Linked DNA regions of Sus scrofa: regions 2 and 3 are each linked to region 1. A link is a contact called in public HiChIP or PLAC-seq and promoter capture Hi-C data. All regions are on one chromosome and are shown on one strand. Each heading gives the region's core, a stretch centred on a gene start, on an enhancer-like site or on the middle of the called end of the contact. The rest is flanking DNA. Distances are from core to core; before and after follow the strand shown.

Evidence for each region. Promoter capture Hi-C pulls out the DNA fragments that hold promoters and counts their contacts. HiChIP or PLAC-seq counts read pairs in DNA pulled down with a chosen protein or histone mark.
Region 2: a promoter capture Hi-C map of fetal liver shows a contact between it and region 1, with 2.2 times the contacts expected there. The contact joins the promoter of RGS14 here to the promoter of PDLIM7 in region 1. A contact is called at or near these places in 1 of 5 promoter capture datasets (fetal liver), 3 of 47 Hi-C or Micro-C datasets (heart right ventricle, liver and skeletal muscle) and 1 of 2 datasets of contacts at active chromatin or transcription factors (alveolar macrophages).
Region 3: an H3K27ac HiChIP or PLAC-seq map of alveolar macrophages shows a contact between it and region 1. The contact joins the enhancer-like site here to the promoter of PDLIM7 in region 1. A contact is called at or near these places in 7 of 47 Hi-C or Micro-C datasets (blood, embryonic fibroblasts, epiblast stem cells and 3 more) and 1 of 2 datasets of contacts at active chromatin or transcription factors (alveolar macrophages).

Annotation. Positions count from the first base shown.
Region 1 is chr2:80,451,709-80,455,283 of Sscrofa11.1, forward strand. It overlaps PDLIM7 (PDZ and LIM domain protein 7), which reads left to right and starts at 1,305. Exons shown (of 13, transcript XM_021084381.1): 1 at 1,305-1,410; 2 at 2,376-2,481. The coding sequence starts at 2,386.
Region 2 is chr2:80,587,480-80,591,297 of Sscrofa11.1, forward strand. It overlaps RGS14 (regulator of G-protein signaling 14), which reads right to left and starts at 2,519. Exons shown (of 15, transcript XM_005661452.3): 1 at 2,235-2,519. The coding sequence starts at 2,279.
Region 3 is chr2:80,622,546-80,626,249 of Sscrofa11.1, forward strand. The region is part of intron 7 of LMAN2 (vesicular integral-membrane protein VIP36); the gene reads left to right. Among named protein-coding and RNA genes, the nearest start is that of MXD3, 13 kb to the right of the region's middle. Within about 2 kb of position 1,321, at least 4 of the 83 cell types and tissues checked have an H3K27ac peak or open chromatin away from gene starts, as enhancers often do. A contact at or near this core is called in alveolar macrophages, where this site is marked.

The DNA.
Region 1 (3,575 bases), core at 55-2,554:
GGGAGGTGGGGAAAATGAAAGTTTAAATTAGGAAGTAACTGGAATTCCTGTTGTGGCCTTGCTGTGGCTGTGGCATAGGCCGGCGGCTATAGCCTGGGAACTTCCATATGCCCCTGGGTGCAGCCCTATAATGAGAAAAGGCCAAAAAAAAAAAAAAAAAAAAAGTGAAAATTCTTACAGTTTATATTATGAGGGGAATGATGCAGAATAGGGGGAAATGTAATGATGATGGTGGAGGTAGGAGAGTAGCCACAGCCATGCCCTAGAAGGAGGTGAGGGGTGGATGCCCATCCTGATCCCTGGTCAATTTCCTCCCACTGCGCTAGCATTGGGGCTGTGGGGTCTGTGAAACCCCCACTGGAGGCGCTGCCCACTCTGGAGTGGGGTACCAGGACTATCTCGACAGTTTGGGGGTCAGCCCTAAACCTTCGGAGGGTCAGGGGGTAGGAGTGAGGGCAGGGCATAGGGTCGGGGCGGAGCCAAAGGCCTTTATACCTCTGTCTGCTGCCTTTGGTGGAGTGTTCTGCAAACTTAACTGTAAGCTCCCCCTGTGTCGACCTCAACTAACCCCACCTCCAAGGTTCACCCCCTCCCTCTTCCAGACCAAGTCTGTCCGATTTAGATATTCCTTTTGTGTGTGTGTCTTTGTGTGTCTTTTTGCCTTTTCTAGAGCCGCTCGCCGCAGGAGCGGCATTATGGAGATTCCCGGGCTAGGGGTCTAATCGGAGCCATAGCCACTGGTCAGAGTCACAGCAACGTGGGATCCAAGCCGCGTCTGCGACCTGCACCACAGCTCACGGCAACGCCGGATACTTAACCCGCTGAGCAAGGCCAGGGATCAAATTTGTTAACCACTGCGCCACGACGGGAACTCCCGATTTAGATATTCTTGAGCTATCAATGGCTGTGCCTTACGCCAAACTATGCCTATCTTCACGGTGGCCTGTGAGGCGAGTATTACTGTCCCACTTTCCCAGTAGGAAACTAGGGTTTAGAGATGACTCAGGTCCAGATCTGCCTGGTTTGCTTGGTGACTTGCTTTTCACTCGGCCAGAGGGAGGCGCAAGGGGCTGGGCGAGCCGCGGGTTGGGCTGTCCAGCAGCCCAGACCCCCCCACACCCTACCCAGGCCCCGCCCCATTAAGGGGACCAGGGAGAGCCTTGCCTTACAGCGCAAAGAGAGACCGGACTTCGTGATTGGGCGGTACGGAAGGATTCGGCGGGGCTTCCTACTGCCTGGGAGACTGCTCATGGGCTCAACTTTTGACGGAGGCGTGGCCACAGGCCACGCCCCCTCCAGCGGGCTCATAACTGATGTCTGCGGCGGGGGCGGGGCCAGAACGCGGGCGGCGGATCCCAGCGCGGCTCTCTGGAGCCCGCTGCTGAGCAGCGCCCCGGAGGGGCCGAGCAGGTACAGGCGACTGTGCGGGGCGTTTCGGGCTGGGCCAGGCGGGGGGGCAGAGGCCTGTTAGGGGCCACAGCGGGCACTAGGGGTCGTGGCCAAAGCTGCGCTTCCTCCGGCGTGCGGGAGCCGCTACCCCCGCCCCCGCCTTCCTGAGGCGAAGCCGGCTGCGGCGGGGCCGATTGGCGCCTGCGCCGCTTCCTGCCCCCGGGACTCGGCCAATGCATGGGGCCGGGGCGGGGAACCAGGGGGAAACCGAGTCACGTCAGGAGGGTAGGCCTGTGGGGGAGGCATCACCCCCACTGAACTCTAGGATGAATTCCCTTCCTGGCCACGCTTTGAAGTCCCAGTCCCCACCGACCTACGCAGGGGCCGCGCACCCGCCCAGTTCCCCCAGCGCTCAGGGGTCTCGCCCTGGGTCACGGCAGCTTCGACTAGTCCGGGAATGGCTAGTACCCGCTCCAGCCGCCTCCCCCCCTTCCCCTCCCCCTCGCGTCCCGAGCCCCCGTGTGTTCCCTCCGTTGGCTCTCCGCACAGTGTCAGCTTACACGCCTTATATAGTCCGAGCAGGCTCCAGCCGTGGCCTGCCTGCCGGGACCTGGGGGCGGGGGAAAGGAGGAACGCCGGCCCCGGACTGGCCTTGCCGTCTAGTTCCAGGCTCAAGGATGGCTTGGGGGGAAGCCAGAGCCAAATTAGCCCTGCGATCCACTCCTGGATGAAAAGAATCTCAAGGCTGGATTCGGGCTCCCCTCACCCACCCTGTCCCTTGGGGAAGGGGGGTTGCCGCTGCCTTTCCAAAGTGAAGTCTGCCAGCTAGCAGCCCAGCCAAACTTAACAAGTTACCCTCCTACCCTTGCCCTGGGTGTGCTCAGCGTCTGCTCGTGCCTTCCTGGCACTAGTCCAAGCCTGATGTCCAGAGCTAGGCCTGCCTGTGTACCCACCATGCCAGCTGCTCACCTTTTCTCTCCTCTCAGGAGCGGCACCATGGATTCCTTCAAGGTGGTGCTGGAGGGGCCAGCACCTTGGGGCTTCCGGCTGCAGGGGGGCAAGGACTTCAATGTGCCCCTCTCCATCTCCCGGGTGAGCCTAGATTGAGGGAGGGGCTCCCCCAGGGGTCTTGGGGTGCTCAGATCTCCAGTGGGTGACAGAAAGAGCCTGAACAGGAGTGAGCCACGGCCGGTAGGCCAGGAGGTGCCCAGGTCCAGATATGTGGGCACTGCCACGAAGACTACCAACCTAACTAGGGAGATACTAGGAGAGGAGCCCCCACACTTCCCTAGCACTGCACTGTACCTGATGCTGTTCCACGAAGCTCCTGTGGCCACCTCCAAGGCCCAGGGGGATGCCCATTCTGAGGTCTCCAGGAAGTGTCTAAGCTCCTTGAGAGAGCAATGCTTGGAGCTAGGCCCCAGGCAGGGCTCTCTGACTGCAGGATCTCACTTCATTCTCACTGCCACCCAGGGAATAGCAACTGTCATCCTGTTTTTCCAGATGAGCTAACTCAGGACTCGGAGAGGTGAAAGGGCTCCTTCAGCAACTCCGTGGCAAAACAGGGATTGGAATTCAGCCACAGGGATGGCCAGCAGTCTGTGTGTGTGAGGGGTGCCTCTCCCCGGCCTGTGTGAGGACCTTCCATCCCATCCACTGGTCCCATTCAGGATGGAGTGGGCTTTGACCCCAAGCAGGGGTTGGGATGGGTCTCTAGGACTCTGACTTCAGCTTCTGAGATCCTGTCCTGGTGGGGGTGGAGCTAGGGGCCGGCTCCTCCCTGTGGCAGGGGGATTGCCTTATAAGCCCAAGAATGCAGCCCCACGCAGGGATGGCCAACTGGTGGCTGGAGTCTGCAGGGCTGAAAAAGGCTGGTCTGGGCCTGGACCCCTGACCACATCAGTGGGCCCCTCAGCTCATCGCCCCCAGGCTGTGGCTCTAGCCATGGGATCGGCCGTGGGACATGTAAAACAAGCTGCCTGCCCTGAGAGAGAGTCCAGCCCTTGGGCTGGTATCTCTCACTGTGGTGGGGGGTGGAGGGTGGGTTCAGGAGGAGGTGGGGACTTCCTGCTCCCATATCCGCTTATCCAGAGAGACCCACCCAGGCTCCTGGTGGGCAGGCAGCTATTGGCAGGAAGCCCAGGGCAAGCACAGCCTAGAGGGGGCCGGAGGGTTGTCCAGCCGCA
Region 2 (3,818 bases), core at 1,269-3,768, 140 kb after region 1:
TTCTGCTCTTCGTGCCTGTGCCTTTGCTGTCCTCCAACAGACCCAGAGCTGTTTGAGGGCCAGGGATAGGGTGACGGGCCTGGGTCTTGATGCCCCGGATAGGGCCAGCACTGAGCGAGCCCTGAGGAGGGGTTGCTGAATGAATGAGTGAGTGACCAAATGAAGGGGCGAGATTGGGGCTGTATGGAGGCATGTCTGGGAGGGGCTGAGAGCCATCTCTAAGTGACAGGTTTCATTGCAGCTGCCTGACTAGCTGAGTGGCAGAAAGATGAGGCTGACACATGAAGCTGCCTTGGCAGGGAACGATGGTGGTGGCGGGTGCGGGTGGCGGCAGGGGGAGGTGGGGGAGGACAGAGCCAGGCAGTTCTGGGGGGTGGAGGGGCCCTGGCACGGAGTCAGATTGGTCCATTCAAACGTGACTCCCTCTACTTGCCAGCTGCCCTCAGCTTGTCATGTACTCCATTGAGCTTCCGTCAAGAGGCAGCTCATGGAAGGAGACTGACAGCTGGCCCACAGATGCTGATGCCTGTTGTCCCTCCCTGTCTCAGCTGAGCATGGTCTCAGAAAGCTGCCCAATGGCCAGCAAGTGGCCAAGCAGTAACCCTTGGGATTCCAAGAGGCAGCACAGAGAGTTTAGAATGAGCCTGGGAAGAGCAAAGATAAAGCTGCGTGTGAAAGTCTCGGAAAGGGGCCAGGGCATCTGTGGGCTTGCCAGGGCTGGGAGCAGAGCTTGGGTGCCCTCCCTCCTCTGAATGACCTTCGAGCATAGTATCTATGTGTTGACATGGGACGGGCAAGGGCTGGATCTGTCTCTGGCCCCCTCAGCTGCCCTGCTGTTCTGGGCACTGCTTGGAAGCATCTACCCAGCTGCCCTCTGGGGTGGGTGTGGGAGTGGGCATGTTCCCCCTTGGCCTGGATGCCCGGGGAGGAGTGAGCCAAGTGTCATGCCTCCGGAGTGGGAATGCGAGGCCCACCGGTGCTTGAACTTTCAAAGTTAGGTTGATGGTATAGATAGCGGTAGGGGGGAGGGATTGGGCCAGCTTGGAGGGGTTCATCTCTCTCCCACCCAATAAAGAGATGCTGGAGGAAGGGGTGTAGAGATAGGTCTTGGGAATTAGGAGGAGGAGCGGGGGTTGAGGTGGTGGCTCAGCTTCATGGTGAAGCAGAGTGTCCTTGAAGAGGGGCTGAGAATGGAGTGGGGGGCATTGGGGCTGACAGTTATAGAACCCCCACAATGGATCAGGGGCCTCATATTCATCATTTGGCTTAATCATCTAAACAAGCCTTTGAAATCCATTCCAAACTTCTCATTTTTATAGAGGAAGAATCTGAGGGTCAGAGAGGACCCTCTAGCCAGGGACAACTGAGCTGAGATTGGAAACCACATCTCTCTGGACCCACTGGCTTTGTCCCACAGTACTAGGCTGGGGCTGTGTAAGAAACTAGGACACTGTCTGGACTTCCCAGAGTTTTTAGGAGGGACTGGGGTTCTGCCAAGTGGGCTGTTGTCCTAGGGATAGAAGAAGAGAAGCCCCGGCACAGCCTGTCTCATCTGCTGAATGAATAAAGAAGCTGGACTCTAAGAGCAGCTCTAACCCAGATGCCAAACAGCCAGGGAGAGGTTTGGGGGAGGGGGCAGCAGCCAGGGGCATCCCAGTACCCAGCTCCCCCTACCTTTCCTAGTGGTCCAGGAATAGAACAGACAGAAGCTGTATCAACTTGGCCTGACCCTGCAGACCCATCCCTGGCTGCCAAAGGGCTCCTAGTTCTGGCAGGAAGCCTCGGGAACAGGTCTAGGGGGAGGGCAGTGACCCAGCAAGGGCTGCCCCTTACCTGACCTTGAGCATCAGGACATGGGGGGCGATATTGCTGAGGCCGAGTGAGGTATGGGAGCTCAGGCCAGTATAGGGGGTGTCAAGGGGCAAAGGCCATGCCCAGTCTCCCTGCTACCCCAGGTGATGCCAAAGTAGCAAGGAAGAGAGCAGTGGGGACTGGGCCAGAAGCCTCTCCTCTAGTCTCATCCCCAGGGCGGCCCCAGGTCCCCCAGCAGAGCCATCTGGAAGGTCCTGTGGTGAGGGCACCAGGTCCCACCACCTGCTGCTATCTGTCCCCAACTTCTCCCGCCCGCTGGCAGCACACAGGCTGTTGCCCAGCCCTACCGGGTGTGCCTCTCGGGCTCCACCCTGGGTGTACCCACCTCCTCCCCGTGGGCCTGGCCTAGAGCCCACACTCACCATGCGTCCGTTGGGGACGCCCAGGTGCTTGGGCTTCCCCGGCATGCCGCTGCTCTTCACGGGTCCCTGCCACGGGAGGCGCCCACCATGGGGACTTCGGGCAGCGCCGGTCAGAGCTTTCACGGTGATGGGCAGGCGGCAGAGAGAGCCCAGCTCCGCTCCTGCGGGCCCTCACATCCTGAAACACCAGCTCACTACCTCTTTTCTCTGCCACAGGAAGCGTCTCTATAGAAACCGAACCACAGAAAGAAGCAAGGTCTAAGAGAGCGAATGCTTCTTCCTACATTCACACACACACACACACACACACACACACACACATGCACACGCACACGCACACACACATTCACGCGCCCGCGCGCACATGCTGCCAACACACCCTTGGCAGTGCTCTACTCAGGCACCAACACAGAGCAGGGGCCTCTGTGTGCCCAGCGAGGAGCCCAGCCTGGTCTGGCGCAGACCGGGGAGCTCCATAGGCATGTCTGGGCACAGAAGTGCCTGTTCACACACCTGGAAAACTTTGTACACCCTGCTGGGGCTTCTGTGGACATGGGAACTTGTGCACCAGGACCTGAATGTCCACTCGTCTACATTACTCAGCACACACCTATCCCACACCTGCTGTGTGCTGAGCATGCACACACTCAGTGCCCCTCCCCCTGGCAGCTGGGTGCATTACTACCTCTGTCCTGAGACACCTTTGGGCTCTCCCTCCCAGGTCTATGCCCAGGTGTACAGACAAATGGATACATCTCATGCATGGTCACATACACACAAGATCCTTCAGGTGTGCGGGTTCTCCCTTGTCAGGTATACCTGGGCCTTCAGTCATGAGTGTGCCCAGTCCCTCGGACAGATGCATGTGACAGGCACACCTGCACAAGGCACATATGAACCCAGTGACCTTTGCAACCAGGTGTGCACGTGCTTGCCCAGCTGGGCAGGGAATGGACCAGGTGCATCTGTGCCCAAAGATGTGTGTGTGCATTCATAGTCACTCATAAAAGTCCCACTTTTGTGAAGTACTGTTGACTGAAGAGGGGTAGTCTGCCTCCTCAGCCCTGGCCCAGTCCCAGTCCCTTTAGCCAGGGTCCTTATTGGCTTTTTTTTGCCCCCCCCCCTTTTAGGGCCACACCCATGGCATATGGAGGTTCCCAGGCTTTGAGTCGAGTTGGAGCTACAGCTTCTGGCCTACACCACAGGCACAGCAATGTGGGATCCGAGTCACATTTGCAACCTACACCACAGCTCATGGCAACACCAGACCCACTGAGCAAGGTCAGGGACTGAACCCGCATCCTCACGGATACTAGTTGGATTCATTTCTGCTGTGCCACAGTGGGAATTCCCTTTCCCTTTTTTTCCTTTTTTTTTTTTTGGCCATGCCTGTGTCATGCAGAAGTTTTTGGGCCAGGGATCGAACCTGAACTACAGCAGTGACCTGACCCATGACAATGATAATGCCAGATCCTTAACCCACTGAGCCGCCAGGGAAATCCCTGGCCTCTTTCTTACATATGTATGTACCCACGAAGACTTGTATTTTACTGAAGTTTGGGCTTTCCTAGAGCCCTGAAGTTA
Region 3 (3,704 bases), core at 71-2,570, 170 kb after region 1:
AGCCATCTGGACTTCTGGTAATCACACCTTTCTCGGGTCAGGCTTGCTGCCTGTGAACATAACTTGGACCCCGTCCTCGGGGTTCTGGGAGAGCTGGACCCAGATGTTCCTGTCCTTTCCCCTGTTAAATGTTGAGCCACTGGTCTCCAGGGATGGGCCCTGAGAGCCCATTGGGTCAGAGGACAAATGGCCGCAGTAGTAAGCAGACAGCGGCAGAGAGGTTTTGCAACCCAAGCAATGACATTTACAGGACGTCCTGAGGAGGATACCCTTATGCCCATGAATGGCCTGTGATGCAGACGGGAGTGTGTAGGTGGAGAATCTCCCACTTCTCCGCAGGACAGGCCAGAGTTTTGACTCTGCAAAGCTCAGAGGTAGAAAGGGAGGTGGTTTATCAGGTGCCCCAGGAGCACATAACATCCTAGACCATAGGCACTTTTTTTTCTTTTTTCTTTTTTCTTTTTGCTGTTTAGGGCCGCACCTGCGACATTTGGAAGTTCCTGGGCTAGGGGTCAAATTGGGGCTGCAGCGGCCGGCCTACACCACAGCCACAGCAACGCCAGGTTCAAGCCATATCTGCGACCCATGCCACAGCTTGCAGCAACATCATATCCTTAACCCACTGAATGGGGCCAGGGATCAAACACATGTCCTCATGGATGCTAGTTGGGTCCTTAACCTGCCTGGCCACCACGGGAACTCCAGTAGGCATTTTCTATAAATGACTCAGTTGGCCCCACCCATGGTCAATGCTGCCCAGCCCATGGATCAGATCAGACTTGTCCCATGGCACCAGGAAGGTAGTCACTCCTTTTTGAGAAGCTGATGTATCTGGTTCCATATACACCCCAGGCACTCTGTCCTGGACCCGACGCTTCACCTGCTTGGAGAAAGATGTTGAGTGCCCGTGGGCACTCAGTCCCAGACACTTGATTCTGTGGCCTATGCAGCAGCTTGAGGAGGACTTAGTTTTCAGCATGCAAAGTTTAGGTTGGGAATACGTAGCAACACCCTGCAAAAAGCAACCTGAGGCAGAAGCCAGCACAGGGCAGGCTCCTGGCCATGGGTGCTGTCTGGTGGATCCCTTAGTAAGCAAAGAGCAGTTTGTAACCATTCCCGCTCACTGTGCCAATTGCTGTAAAGGTTCCTGAGATTTGTTTTCATCAGATTTGGTAAGACACACAGACACAGAAATGATGGCCATAAAGGAAGAAGTTGATACTCACAGTTCCCTAAAAACTGGAGAGATGCCAGGCCATGAAGGGCCACATGGGGAAGTACCAGGGTTAGTCAGGAGGCAGAGAGAGGGAGGAAGAGGAGGAAGTGTTGGCAAGAGTCTTTATTGTGGTTTCTGCAGGAGGGAATGTGTGAGGCATGGTAATGAGGCTTAGAATTGGCTAATTGGAATAGTTTCATCGGGATATAGGGGCTGACCCAAGCTGTGTGGGAACTGGCTCTGGGGTGATTAGGATAGGGGGAGAGTGACCCAGATTGTGAGGGTGGTGGTGTGGGCTCTGGGTTGGTTGGAGTATGAAAAGTGTGCTGGTGGGTGAGTCACTTGCTGTCTCTGGGAATTGGATGAGCACGTGAGGTAAGATGAAGCTTTGATTCCTTCAGGGCCTTTGGGCTCACTATAGTGCAAAACTGCACTGTGATTTGTTACTGAAGGCAAAAGTCAATAATGAAATTTAGAAATGACAGAATCAGGAGTTCCTGTTTTGGCACAGTGGAAACGAATCCGACTGGGAACCATAAGGTTGCGGGTTAGCTCCCTGGCCTCGTTCAATGGGTTAAGGATCTGGCATTGCCACGAGCTGTGGTTTAGGTCACAGACTTGGCTCGGATCCTGTGTTGCTGTGGCTGTGGCTGTAGGCTGGAGCTCTGATTCGACATCTAGCCTGGGAACTTCCATATGCCTCAGGTGCGGCCTTAAAAAGCAGAAAGAAAAAAAAAAAAAAAAAAAAAGACAGAATCAGCTGCCAAGAAGTTGGTTCACTGGATGCATAAGGAAATTCAGAGTTATAAGAAGTAAGTAAAAGACATTCTCCCTTGGTTATTGTTATCTGTAACAGCTAAAATGAAAGCAAGAGAGCGGAGTTCCCATTGTGGCTCAGCAGTAACAAACCTGACTAGTATCTATGAGGATGCAGGTTTGATCCCAGGACCTTTCTCAGTGGGTTAAGGATACGGCATTGCCATGAGCTATGGTGTAGGTCGCAGATGTAGCTCGGATTCTGTGTTGCTGTGCCTGTGGCTGTGGCGTAGACCGGCGCTGTAGCTCTGATTCCACCCCTAGCCTGGGAACTTCCATATGCCATGGGTGTGGCCCTAAAAAGCAAACAAACAAACAAAAAACCAAGAGGGAATGTTGGGGCAGATCCTGAAGATCCTGAGATTGGGCCACACTTGGTCTATGCTAAACACTAGTCTCAGGGCCACTATGAAAGGGAAAAGTGATGCTGAAACAACAAACAGTGGAATGAGTCATGAGAGAGCAAGGGAAAGAAAAGGAGGATCGTGGGGCTCATTCCAGCGGCATGCAAATCTTTCCATGATTATTAAGAAATGGGGAGTTCCCATCGTGGCGCAGTGGTTAATGAATCCGACTAGGAACCATGAGGTTGCGGGTTCGGTCCCTGCCCTTGCTCAGTGGGTTAACGATCCGGCGTTGCCGTGAGCTGTGGTGTAGGTTGCAGACGCGGCTCAGATCCCGCGTTGCTGTGGCTCTGGCGTAGGCCGGTGGCTACAGCTCCGATTAGACCTCTAGCCTGGGAACCTCCATATGCTGCAGGGGCCCAAGAAATAGCAAAAAGACAAAAAAAAAACAAAACAACAACAACAAAAAAAACAAAAAAAAGAAATGGGATGGGGGTTCCCTTGTGGTGCAGTGGGTTAAGGATCTGGTGTCACAGCTGCGGCTCTGGTTACTGCTCTGGTGCAGGTTTGATTCCTGGCCCAGGAACCTCTTCATGTCGTGGATGTGGCCAAAAAAAGAAAAAGAAGAAATGGGGAGTTCCCGTCATGGCGCAGTGGTTAACGAATCCGACTAGGAACCATGAGGTTGCGGGTTTGGTCCCTGCCTTTGCTCAGTGGGTTAACGATCCGGCGCTGCCGTGAGCTGTGGTGTAGGTTGCAGACGCGGCTCGGATCCCGCGTTGCTGTGGCTCTGGCCTAGGCCGGTGGCTACATCTCCGATTCAACCCCTAGCCTGGGAACCTCCATATGTCGCGGGAGCGGCCCAAGAAATAGCAACAATAACAACAACAAAAGACAAAAGACAAAAAGACAAAAAAAAAAAAAAAAAAAAAAAAAGAAGAAATGGGATAATAAGGCAGACGTTTATGGGGTCAAAACATAGGTCATAATCCAGCACTCTTGGAAGTTTTGTGGACTGATGAGAATCCCAATATTGAAGGGCCCTCAGCAAGTCGATTTACCCTCATTTGGAGGAATTTAAAAAGCTGGAAGGCAAAGGTGGCTAGAGGCCTCTAGTTACTTGGGGCAATGGTCCTGCACTATAATCAAGATAAGGACAGACTACTACTGGGGACTTAAGGCCATGTGAACTTGAGTGAGTAAAATGGTCAGAGGATGCAGAAGAGACTTTGCTGGGACTCCTTGCTACAGGACCCCCATGCACCGTAATTCCAGAATCTGTACACGAAGTCCCAATGGTGCTACAGCTGGATTGGGAGGATATAGGA